Regions from separate parts of the Gossypium arboreum genome. Here region 1 is linked to region 2. Evidence: chromatin contacts called from public Hi-C data. All regions are on one chromosome and are shown on one strand. Each heading gives the region's core, a stretch centred on a gene start, on an enhancer-like site or on the middle of the called end of the contact. The rest is flanking DNA. Distances are from core to core; before and after follow the strand shown.

What was found. A called contact is a pair of places that touch in the nucleus more often than the background predicts.
Region 1: a Hi-C map of leaf shows a contact between it and region 2, with 6 times the contacts expected there. The contact joins the promoter of LOC108476825 here to the enhancer-like site in region 2. A contact is called at or near these places in 2 of 5 Hi-C or Micro-C datasets (both in leaf).

Annotation. Positions count from the first base shown.
Region 1 is chr12:55,368,606-55,375,278 of ASM2569848v2, forward strand. It overlaps LOC108476825 (kinesin-like protein KIN-14R), which reads right to left and starts at 1,882. Exons shown (of 19, transcript XM_017779182.2): 1 at 1,433-1,882; 2 at 724-1,022; 3 at 468-639; 4 at 291-361; 5 at 13-196. The coding sequence starts at 1,658.
Region 2 is chr12:54,651,600-54,658,416 of ASM2569848v2, forward strand. No RefSeq gene overlaps it. Among protein-coding and RNA genes, the nearest start is that of LOC108462294, 300 kb to the left of the region's middle. Within about 2 kb of position 4,697, at least 1 of the 2 cell types and tissues checked has an H3K27ac peak or open chromatin away from gene starts, as enhancers often do. A contact at or near this core is called in leaf, where this site is marked.

The DNA of each region.
Region 1 (6,673 bases), core at 632-3,131, 710 kb after region 2:
GATGATGGTTACCGAGAGTGCGTGTTTGGAAGATCTTGTTGTCAAGTTCCATCCTAACCTTCTCCAACTGCTCATTAGCTGCAGTCAATGACATCCAAGCCTCGTGACATTCATGTGTCTTGAGCTGGCACTGTGTAGTGAGCTCTTGTATCTTCTTTTCATACTTGTATGTAACTTTTGTTCGCACAAATTTCATCTACAAAGCACAAAATAAAAGTCTAAATAAGCAGGAAGTTCAGCCTTAACTTCTCTCATAGAAAACATCAAAATCATATTAAATGAACTGTAACCTGAGCTGAGGAAACTTCAATTTCAGCAGCACAGTTATTGCACTTAAGGTATTCTTGCGATCCCTGAGTAACTGTTTTTAGATCATAAATAAAGGTTGCAAAATAAGCAGTTTTTCTAGCATGGTCCAAAGTTAAATCTAGGAGTGAATCAAGTAACTAAAACACAAATTCCAGTACCTGGAATATTTTGTGTTTTCCTTACACAAATCCCACAAACCATGGGGCTTCCTATAACTCCTTCAAACCTCAAAGCAATTAGCCCATCCTCCTTCACTGATACCCTCAAACCAACAACTTGTAATGGCTTATTGGCTCCAACAACTGAGAAGATATCAAAATCTGACAATACCTGTCATATTCACACCAAAATTTCAACATTTCTAGGCAGTGAAAAACCACAAAACAAATTGAATGATTTTGACAAGTAACTTGCCTTCTCTTCTTGCATATAGACATTGAATATCCTCATTCCTTTAGGTCCATTAGTGTTAATGATCTCTGCAAAATGAAGATCAACAAAATAGTCTCCCGGAGGAAGATTTTTGAACTGGTATGAGAAGCTACCAATTCTTGCAGACCAATAAATGAAAGGACAATCTCCAGCCTCATTTATAGGCTCATTGGTCTGCATAACATTTCCTCCTTCAAAGTAATTATCCCCCACAAATTTCATGCTAGAATCTGTTTCATTTAAAGCCTCTCCTCCAGCGTTTATAAACATCACAATTTCATCTGTAAATTGTATGAAATTTCAGGAAAAAGATTACTACCTTGATTGAATCATATATCATTAAGAACTACAAATATAAGTCAAAATTCATAATTTACTCATAAGTGTTAAATTAATCTGCAATATATATATATATATAAAAGAAAAGCAACTCAGAAAAGTTTGAATAAACTTCACCTCTTTTCTTTTCTTTTCTCTTTTTGTAATATTTCAAACAAGTTCTGGAATGCTAGTACATGTACTTTAAAAGATTTAAAAAAAAATCCAAATATAATTAAATCACAAGAAACTTCTGCTTTTTTTGCAAGCATATCAAGGAAAAAAAGAGCTGTAATTTCTTTCTTTCACAGGACTTTATTATTGATTAAATAATTAGGAGTTTAACAAGATAAAATCATGAAATTTTACTTACCGGTGCAATTAGATTTGGAAAACCCGGATAGGATCAGCCTTGAATTAGAGTCACAAAGCATTAGATCAGCAAAAGATTCTTCTTCACCTTCATCCATGGCGGAGGTAGGGTTATCTAGATTCAAGGCAAGATCGCATTTTTCTGAGTCGAAACCTCTAGTAATAGAGAAATCGGGGAAATGGGTTTCTGGGTTTTGGAGAAAAGCGTTTAACTGAGCATTATCCATTGGGTGTGTTTGGTTGCCGAGAAAATTTCTGAGATTTGCTTGGATAAGTCTGTAACGAGCAAGAGTGAAAGAACGAAAGAAAATTAGAATGCGTTTGAAAATGGGATGTTTTTGGAAAGGAAATTGTTCGAATTTGAATTCCTCTTTGTCGACCGTTGGGAGACCTTTTTACCGTTAAGTACTTTTTAGGGTTTGCCAATAAGTTTTTGCAAAGCCCATTGGGCTTCGCTTTCTATACTCTCTACTTCTCTTCAAAAACAACCCAAGTCTTCAAATTTAAGTTGTTGAATTAGAGAGATGAAACTAGTCCTACCACGTTCAAGTGTTAATGGACTGAGTAAAGTCAGGTTGGGGTACCAACATATTTTATGTGTTTTCAAATGTAGATTTAAAATTTTACTTAAATTCATCTATATTATCTTTAAAAAAATTAAGAAATATATTATATTTTTTAATTTTTAATTTAATAATTATATATTTTTCATTTATTACAATTTTATATATAGATAGCGAACATTCTTTAGTGTTTACATTATAATATTATACATAACATAGAAAAATAACATAACACAATATATTAAAAAAATTAGAAAACTGATCAGGTTTAATTTTTTATTCAAAACCTCCTAAATTCTAGACAAGTAATCTAACCCTTAATATAAATGTAGATATAAAATTTCAAAAATTAGAGAGGGGAGAAAAACGTTGGGTAGGTGAATCAAAATTTTTATACTTTATGAATTTTTAATAAATTTTTAATCGAATCGATTGAACTAACGAACTAATGGTCTGATTGGTTCAACTATTAATCTGATTCTAAAAACATTGATTCGAATTTGAGTTGAACAACTTAAGTTATCAAGCGAGTGATATTCAGATTTTTTAGTGGTTAATTAAATTAGCTAATGATCCTAATAGACTGAACTCAACAATTCTATCTTTGTCTTGAAACAAATTTAACTTGGAAAAAAAAAACTTCCAGCCTCGAATATTGAATAAAGTTTGAATTAGAGTCAACTTGATTACATCTCTTCAATATTCTCATCGGAGATAAATAGAGTGAAAAATCGTAAGATATAACATGAATTTTAAGATAACATCTAGTATGAGATTTTATTATAGCAGGATCTTGTGAAATCCCTTTAAATCAAAAACTGTACTTGAAGATAGAAATAAGGAAACTATAGTCATTTGATCAATTCACATCAAAAACTAAAAAATTATAGTGATAACTTGGAACCTGTTAAATTGGTTATCTCTTTCTTTAATATTGAAACCGGTTGAATTGGTTAAAAAGTAAATTCATGTTTTTCAATGTAAAACTTACATAACATGATTAACGGTGGATTAATGTTTCTCTTTTCTTTTTTCTTTTATTTCAACAATTGATTTAAAAACATCCCATGAAATTTGCACTTATCCTCTACAATGGTTTATGATAGTGTGACTTTTCATGAAAAACCGACCCACATAAACATTTTCAAATATCTACCCATTAAATCAAATATATGACAAAAATACACAACCTTAAGTAAAATATATAAAAGTTAATTTAAAATTAAAAGACGACTATTTTAATAAATATAAATTCTAAATTTATAAAGTAAAATCAAGGTAATACAAAACATAAATGAGTAAAGAATTGAAATAAAATTAACTCGTAATATTAAAATACATCTATAGCAATATAAACATGATAAAATTGAAAATTCACTCATAACAATTTTATATAATCAAATTTGATCCTAAGTATACAAGGACTCAAAATCTCAACTGTTACCAACACTACCAAAAGTTTATTAGTTAAATCCAACCTTTTAATTAAAAAAAAAACAACTCATACCATTTTCATCTTAATTAAACAAATAATCTTATTAGGTAAAATAAATTCAATTTGGATTAATAGTTTGTCCATTAAATTAATGAAAATTGTATGAAAATTTATCATTTGAAATATTTTAAATTTTATTAAGTTTATATAGAAATAATAAAATTGGAACAACAAAACAAAATTTTTCATTTGCATTACAATATATAAAATATGAAAAATTTAACATATATTTCAACACATTTGTCATGTCCACCTATATTCATAGAATTTTCACCACACATATTTATATATTTCAATAAAATTTATATTTGTTGGCTTATTATGTTGTGTTATATAATTTTTAAAGTTGTAATAGTATCAATATAATCCATCATTGCAAGTATTTCAAAGTTCTCATTATTTTAATCTTGTCATTCAATCTAAAAACTTTATTTTATGCGATTTTTTTTATTTCTATTCATTTTTAATGCAATTTGTATCGTAATATATATATAATTATAATTTAAAAAATTATAAGAATAGATAAATAATGACATTTTTTTAAATAGATGTCTTTGACACCCATTTTTTTATTTCTTGTATATTATATGCAAAATTAATTTATATGAAAAATAAAAAGAATTGTTATGAACCAGTTCCAAGTTGAATAAAGAATCGAATGGAATAGTCATTAATCAAATCATTCACCCTATAGTCTGATAATTTTTTTAAAAAATTGATTAATCAGGTAAGAATAAATATAGAGTTTTGTTCTACATGTCAATATCAGTACCGACAACATTGAAATTTATAGTAAGAGGAAAAACCGTCGACTTTAAAAATCGTGAAGGTTTAAGTCCCGCTATCGTCAACCCCAAAAAACCCGTTTGTTATCTATTTATTTTATCCTACCCTTTTTGTTAGTGGTTTAAAGTTTTTTTATGTTTCTCATTCATCCTATTTTTTACCATTTTACAAGTGTATCCTAGCATAGTAAAATTTTGTTCTCTTATCACAAGTCTTGTGATAATACCTTCCAAAAGAAACTTTTGTTGTTGTTGGATTATATCATACTCACGATATGATGAAAGAAAAACTTAATATTAAAATATATTTATAAATAAAATTAATAATTGAACTCTTGGTAGAGTGGTAAAATCTTTTTTTTTTTGTTGTTGTACATTTAGACATTTTGGTTTTAATTGTTTTATTTAAACATTTCATATAAAAATAGTAAAGGCAAAATCATCCTTATTTTAATATTCATTACTTTATTAAAATAATCTCTAACCGAATTAATGTCTAATTGGCTTATGATTCTAACCCAATCGATTACATTGTATATCTAGAATATATTATTATGCTTCTTGATTTTTATTTTTATTTTTTGTTACAAGAGGCAATTTTTTTAAAAACTAAAATAACTCAAACAATGCAGTCACAAGCAAAAGTAATACCCAACATATCTCCTAATAAAATGATCAATACTCCACTAGATGATCTTGCAAACTTACACAAATCAAGATCATTATCAATGGACCATTTCGGCATAAAGTTTACAATATAATTTGCTACCCTATAAATATGTTAAAATTGCACCCTACATTGCATTTGACAAAGTTTCTTGATGTGCCAAATCAATCCAAATGTACTAGTATCATTTGAATTAACATTTAACATGTGAACAACAAATAAATCATTGCATTCAACAATGACCTGTTTATAACCTTCTACTCATGCAATATATAGACATCCAAAATCCCCCAAAGCTCTATTTGAGTAATTATACATAAGCAAACATTTATTGAAAACCCAACTAGCCAACAACCCTTACTGTCTCCAATAACTTCTCCTATCTAGGCACGCATTGTAGTTTTTTTAAGAGCCCCACCTAAATTTATTTTAACTCAGCCCTCGTTTGGAGCCTACCATCCAATTTCAATAGATTTTGCTCAATTAATGACTTAAAATAACCACAACACAATAATCACCAGGATTGAAGATAACCTTATTCCTCTGTCTCCAATTGTTCTAACAAACAATGCCAAAAAGATTTCTACATTGTGCATCACAAATTTCATAATTATGATAATTCATAACGTCATTCACTATTCATGCGAAAAGATCAGAGGTAAAGAACCTATTTTGTGTCATTAGTTTTAGTAAATATATTTTAATATGTAGCTTATTACAAATAGGATTAATAAAAGTTCCTTCAATTTTGTTGTTTCAAATGTTAACATCATATTAATAATTAATACAAGCAATTATCAAAACTTATCAACACTGTTAACAATTAATCAAACATTGAACAAAATCAAATATAACGAATCAAGAGATAAACAAGTCATACAAAAAAGATAACAAGAGGACATCTCATGTAAAATTGCAACCCATCGATATTAACCAAATTCGTGTTGCACACGTGACTCTCATACCAAAATTGGGCCGTCGAAGCGCAAGGAAAAAGAATTTTTGACAATCCCATATCATGGATCCATGTGCAAGATAACGAATTTAGGGTAAATAAGGTATGAAATTTACCTTCAATCAATCTAATTAGGCAAAATCACGTAGACAAAAAGCTCTTGATGCAAAGGTCCAACCACAATTGTAAATTTTCACTCTAATCTTTACTGTACTCACCCAACAAACACAGGGAAATCTCAATTAAACTTTTCAGAGAGTTCTCTCAAAATCTTTTAGTGTGCTAAACAAAATATTTTGGGAAAAATTAGTAAGAAAGGATGGATTAATTCTATTTTATTTAAAACCAATTTTGAATAGCTAAAACAATGTAGAGGATCTTAGGAAATTAAAATAAAATGTTATCTCTTCTTAATATGATATAAGTTTATTTTAATCCCTAAAATTATGCTTAACCAGAATTTACTAAATACCCTATTTATTAAATTTCGGTAAAGCATTTTTTTCTGTTAGAACATGTGAAACATATTTAATATTATTTCAACTGGACCTTCTACATATGTGCGTGCTTGTTATGTCTAATTTTTAAATCTATCAAATTAAATTAATTGTATGATATCCAAAAGCATTGTTGTGTCACCGAACAAGTTAATTTGCAAAAGCTGAACTGTAGCTTTGATACCAGTTTGTTGGGGATCAACCCATATAAACAATGAGATAGTAAAAGTAGAGAAGAACAAACACAAATATTTTACGTGGAAAACCCTCATTGAGGGAA
Region 2 (6,817 bases), core at 3,447-5,946:
ATACATTCAATGCGATAAGTTGGTCAGGTATGTATTTTGAGATTATATTAAGCTAGATTTGGACTAAATCGCAAGGTCGTTATATGATGCATATGTGAGTAAAGTAATAAGACTGTTCTATGATTATTGTGCATTTGGTCGATGTGGAAAGTTAGGTGAAAATATGTAATGTACCTATGTTTACAAGAGATCACTATCAAGTGAGAATTTATCTGCCTATTATACATGATGAGATGTGCATATTCGGTAAAGGGATAGTATGCCCGAAGAAAGAGTGAAATAAAAATACGAACAACTATGTTATAATTTGGTTGTTATCTATTGACACTACTTAAAACTTACTAAGCATTGTAATGCTTACTCCGTTCTTTGAATCTCTGTTTTATAGATTTTGGTTCATCAGCTATCAGACTCGGGATCATTGAAGTCGAAGTCGTCCACACTATCAAAGCCCTTTTGGTACACTTTTGGTTGAACTCTGAAAATGGCATGTATAGGACTACTCTTTCGTTTGTTGGTCATAGACCCTTTGATTTTGTATAAATTTGGATAGCCATGCGAAAATGGCTTATATACACTTTGGCATGGTATCATAATCATTTTGTATGTTGTTCATTAAGAGATGTGGAAATCTTTGGAATCGATTAGCCCTTGGAATGGTTAACCGTGATCATCTTTTGTGCCATGTATGCTAAAAGGGGCTAGTTGAATCAAGGAAATTATGAAGTAGGTAAAATCTACCTTAAAGACAGAGGTTGACGGCTGCAGTGATGTGGATGTGAAAAATCACTAAAAATAGTAGGAATGGAATTAAATAGTGAATAAATTGTTTAAATGAACCTTGATGAATCTATTTTCATAGGAAAGTGACAAAACTATCATATGAACAGTATGTTAAGAGATATTGAAGTTTTCGCAAGACAGGACCAGAACGGTTTCTGGATTTCCTATTCCGAATTTGGAAATTCATTGTAAATTAACCAGAGATAATTAGGAGTCATGCCATATATGTACAGATTTCTATTTGAGTCTAGTTTCTATAGAAAGAAACGGCATCAGTATTGAAGCCCTGTACAGGGAGATATCCAAGTTCTAATGCGCGAAGGTCAGTGTAGTCGATCCCTGTAACATGGGAGACTTTAACTAATAAACTGTACTAATTGGCCCAACCAAAAATTCTAGAAAAAAATTTGTAGATGAATATATGAGTCTAGTTTCAGGGAAAAATCACGAAACTGATTTTCGAGTTGTGGAACTCAAGATATGATTTTTAAGGTGACAGTGACACAGTTAGCCAGTTGGCTGGAAATTTTTTTTATGGACTGTGAAAATAATAAAGTTAAGTCTGTGTGCACCTTGTGTTCGACTCCGGTAACGGACTCCGGTACGGGGTGTTACACAATCACTTCTACTTCTACTGATTTTTCATCACCCATGAAGATGTGTCTTTCACCATCACTTGGCTTTCGGTAACTCTAGCAACCCTGCATAGAAACACTTATGTGAGTAGTAGCACCAGAATCTATCCACCAAGTGTTTCTAGGTACTGAAGCTAAATTAACCTCAGAATAGACCAAATTAAGAATTATACCTTTCTTTGTATGCCTGGCATGATATTTGATACAATTTTTTTTCACGTGTCTAGACTTGTTACAAAAGAAACAACTCTCTATAGCTTGCTGTTGTTTCCGTTGAGCTGGACCCTTAGTAGTTTCATTCTAATATTTTCTTTTCTTGCCTTTGTCTTTAGAGGTATTGGCGAAATGAGCACTTTTAGATTTATCACGCTTCAACCTTGCTTCCTTTTACACACAATGAAAAATGAGCTCATTTAGAGTCCATTTCTCCTTTTGACAGTTATAACTAATTTTAAATTGACTAAACTGTGCAGGAAACGATACCAAAACCATAAGAAAAAACAATTCCTCAGAGAGCTTGATCTTAAGTGCCTTAAGTCTTAAAGCAATATGGAACATCTCCATAATGTACTCCCTTATGTTTCCTTGACCCTTGTACTTCATAGACATCAAATAAGTTAGAAGTGATGTCATCTCAACCTTATCGTTTTTAGTAAAATATTTCTCAATTTCGTCAAGGAAACCCTTGGCTTGAGTAATCTCTTTAGGTTCTGTGCCCTAAATGCTTCTGGAATGCTGTGTTTCATGATCATTAGACTCATGCGATTTGAATGATCCCACTTTTCAAAATCCCCCTTAACATTAGGGGTGCTTTTTGTAGTGAGAGTGCAGGTTGTTCTTCCCTTCGTGTAAGGTCTATGTCCATACAGCCAAGCACTATAAGTAAGTGTCTTTTTCATTCCTTAAAATTAGTCTCATTAAGCATGTGTATAGAATTTATATTAGCAGATATTATGATAGCAGAAGATGAACTAGTTGAATATAGAACAAATAAAAACAAGATCACATCAATATTTATAAGTAAGATAATGGCTAATCTCATCTCAATATACCAAACACAACATTAATATCAAGTCTTTGGACAGTAATATTAATAGTAAGCGATGCTCTTGTTGTAGCAATCAAACATTGACAATAAATCATGTCAAACAATTAATTAATTTTTGAACTAACTTATTGCTCACATAAAATACGTTATAATTGTCACATATTTATCAGCACAGATGTCATTGACAGTCTATCAAATATTAACTTACTTTTGGGCCAATCAATAAATGCATGAATCACAAAAACATATAATCATCTTAATATTTTGAATAAACTAATCTACATAAAAGAGGTCACTTTAGCGGTATTTTATTTCAACTAATCTATTTAAAATATTAGACATCTTTAATTAAAAGCTAAAATATAAATTTATTTGTTTCAAAATATTTTTTAATTTCAACTTTCAATTAAATTAAAAGATAATCATATATATATATATATATATTTATTTACTTTTTCAAAACAATATGCATATATTATATATGTATATATAATCAAAATGTATATATATATATGATCTAAGCCATGCGTATATACTATTAACCTTATTTTTTAATTAAATGCCATATAAGATAATAATAATAATAAAAAGAAGAAGAAGAAGAACAAAACCCATGATTGATATATATATATACACATATATTCATATAGCATAACATACATACAGAAAATTGAAACACAAATCATGAAGAAAAAAAAACAGAATCCATGATTGATATATACATATATTAATATAGCATAATATACATATGGCAAAAGCACCAAGCACCGACTTGACCTTCATGCAATTAACAATTCTAATACAGATCATGCAATCACCGACTTGACTTTCATGCGATATTTATTTATTTATTTATTATAAAGCTAAAATGCAATATAGAATTGTATACAGAAATTGAATCGCAGCATTCGTAACGCAAGTGTTAAATAATATTACACAAATATTTTAAACTTTGTAATTGAATTCATCAATTCGAAAATTATTTAAATTAAAATTAAAATAGAATCCTAAAATATTAATATGAATTCAAGATAATCAACATCTAAAAAATACTTTAATATAAATCTTCAAAGATCAACATATATATTCAAAATATAAAATTCATGAAATTTCATGAATCAATCATTCAAAAGAAGAACATTAATCAACTCCCAATTATTCAATATGACGTTAAAATCGTTAAAATCTTGATACAAAGCTTAATAAATCATAAACCAGGATTTGTCATGTCAAATCATCAAGAATAAATCAAGAACAAAATCAAATGAGGAAGCATACTTAAATCTATAAATTCCTTGAAGTTTTTTAAGGATCTTGGGGATTTGATCTTTCAAATTAGCACACAAGAAATTCAAAGAATATTTGCTCTCTTTTCTAAGGATGAGATATTAGAAAAGTTATCTTATTTGTAAATTGGGGACCACAACCCTAATATATATAACTTTGACACATTAGCCCTAATTCCTAATTAGTCCATCATTAATTAGAAATTAATTACTAGTGTATCTACACATATTTGAGCCATACTTTATTTAATAATTAAAGTCCAATAAATCTTAACTAAATTAGATCACTTTTAATTTGGGCTAACCTATCATGATAATAAATAATAACATATAATTACCTTTATTATATAGGTAATGTCAATTTTTTCCAACACAAAACCACTAATATCAACCAAAGTTATGTAACAACAATTGCTAAGTTGCTAACTACTACACAAAATGAAGGAAATGAAGGTTGCTAAGTTGCTAACTACTACACAAAATGAAGGAAATGAAGGTAAGGATATTTTCAGATTTGAAAGACTTATGGGTCAATTTATGATGAGCCAAATTTGGGTGAAAGATGGAAACACTTTTGTAGGAAAAATATTTGTTGGCCTAGAAACCAAAGTTGCCAAAAATTCGAGATTCATGCATCAAGTTGAAATTGAAGTTGATGTTGATTTACCTGTCCAAAATTTATGAATCATCTATGGTTGGACATGTTTGCAAGTCTATTTTCCAAGGCATCAAACGGTGTCTTTTAGAGTTTTCTACAAAGAGTTATGGGTATTTTAATGCAAGTTATTCATGGGATGAGTCTATACAAGTTTATAAACCCCCTCTCTAATTCGATGCCTAGTGCATGTAGCAATTATGTGATCCATGGAGAAGACAAAGCTGCCCAAGTTCAAGAGGTACTTTGGGCCAATTACTTATGATAAGGCCTAACAAATGTAAGCTAAAATTGCATTATACTTGGAAGAATTTTCAGCCCAATTAGAGAAGCCCAAACAAGATGAATGGGACTACTGAAGACAAGGCCGAGGTCATTTCATTTGTAGTTTGCAAGAGGAGAGAAGGTTTCTAAGTGACCATTGAATTTATTTATGCTTCATTTAAATATAGTAGAATGAATCAATTAGAAAGTTAGTACATGAATATATGAAAGAATGTACATTAAATACATATATCTAGTTAATTAAGAATGAATTTCGTAATTATAAATGCACGTAGGATTAGATATATATGTCGAAACCATTTTTCTGAAAAACAGAAATCGACTTTTCAAAACAAAAGTTTAGAATCGCCACCGATCCTTTTTGATGAGATGTGATCGGGTCACCTCAAAACGTGGTCGTTTTTCAATAAATAGATTGATTTATCAAAATCACGATTTTGGTTTGCGAAAATTGAAAAAAGGGGCTCGAGAGTCAATTACGTACGAGGAAAGGTTATCACCCTCGTCACACCCAAATTTGGTACCTAATTGATTATTCAGTGTCTTAATGTCGAAAATTTAAAATTTGACAAGAGTTTAAAATACGATCCCTCTTAGTGTTAATGCTTTTTTTAAAGTATTTGGATGAATTAAAACGTATGTTAAGGACCGTTTCATCTCAAGGTAAAATGTTATATCTAGTATGTTAGGACACAACACCTGGACCCTCGAGTATGAGCTGTTAATCTAATTCCATTTTGCACTTTTTTCACATTTTCGTTTTCTTTTTTTTTTTCATTTCAATTAATAGAATACTTCAAAACCATAAATTTTAACAACTCTGTGGTCCGCGGCAACATCCTTCCCAGCAGCTTATGAAAAATTAGGCTAACAGCTACACTTCCCAATAGTTTATGGAAAATTTGTCTCTTTTTTTCTAAGGAAGATAAATCTTCTCTCTTCGTTAATCAGATTTGCCAATTTTAAATGAATAACACATTTTTCATTTAATAACATGTTCTAATTCGATTTTTACCTTACAATAACAATCGTTAATTTAAGTTATATCTCACTGAATATGACTGAAAAAATTCTTATTTTAATCAACACCGAAAACAAGAGGTATAATAAACTGTTAGCCCCCAATTTCGAACAGGAAAAATGCAATTAAAAATATTGACTTCCCAATTGTGCATTTATTATGAGAGCGACTTAACACTTCACAAGCATTTAAAACCGAAATGACGGAACCACCCTCATACGTATAACTGACAGCCGGTAGACCTACGGTGCGGTTCAGTGCACGGCAGTACAGGACACCGCATGACCAATTGATCAGCAATCATGTACCACCGGATACCAGTACACTTTCTGGTTTTGTGACCCTCAGTAGTAAGGGTGTTTAGTCGGTTAATCGATTTAAAATAACATTAATTAAATTAATTAATTTTTAAAATTTTTAACCGTTAATTAAATTAAAATTTTTAAAAAAATTAATCGAACTGAAATTTTTAATTAATTCGGTCGGTTAACCGAAAATTATATTTTTTATATTTTTAGTTAAAAAAGTATAAAATTAACCGAATTAATCGAATTAGTCGAATTAACTAAATTACTCGAATTACCCAAATTAACTGAATTAAACGAATTATTTGAATAAAATTATATGTTTTTATTTTTATTTATTAAATTATTTGCAATTTTTATGATTGGGTTGGGTACTTGGGTTAATATATATTAGATTGGGTATTTAGATTTATATTGGATTGGGTTTGAGTGAATAGTGGACTATTTATATATTATAATTTTATTTATTATTTTTTCGGTTAAACCGAAAAAATTCTGTTAACCGACCGATTTCAAATTGAATTAACCGTTAACCGAAAATTCAAAAAATTATTAACCGATCCCCGACTGAATTAATTCGATTAACCGTATTTCATCGGTTAACCGAATTTGATCGGTTAACCGAATTTTTTCAATTTTACCCAAATTTTACACACCCCTACTCAGTTCATCTGATGTTTTGTGGTCTCATTTGATTGCTACTTAACATTTGACCAGCCTTTGTGGATTTGGTACTTATTTTATTATTTTTAGTTTATTTGTCTCTTTAGTTTTATAAAAAAATTTATTTTATTTTTTC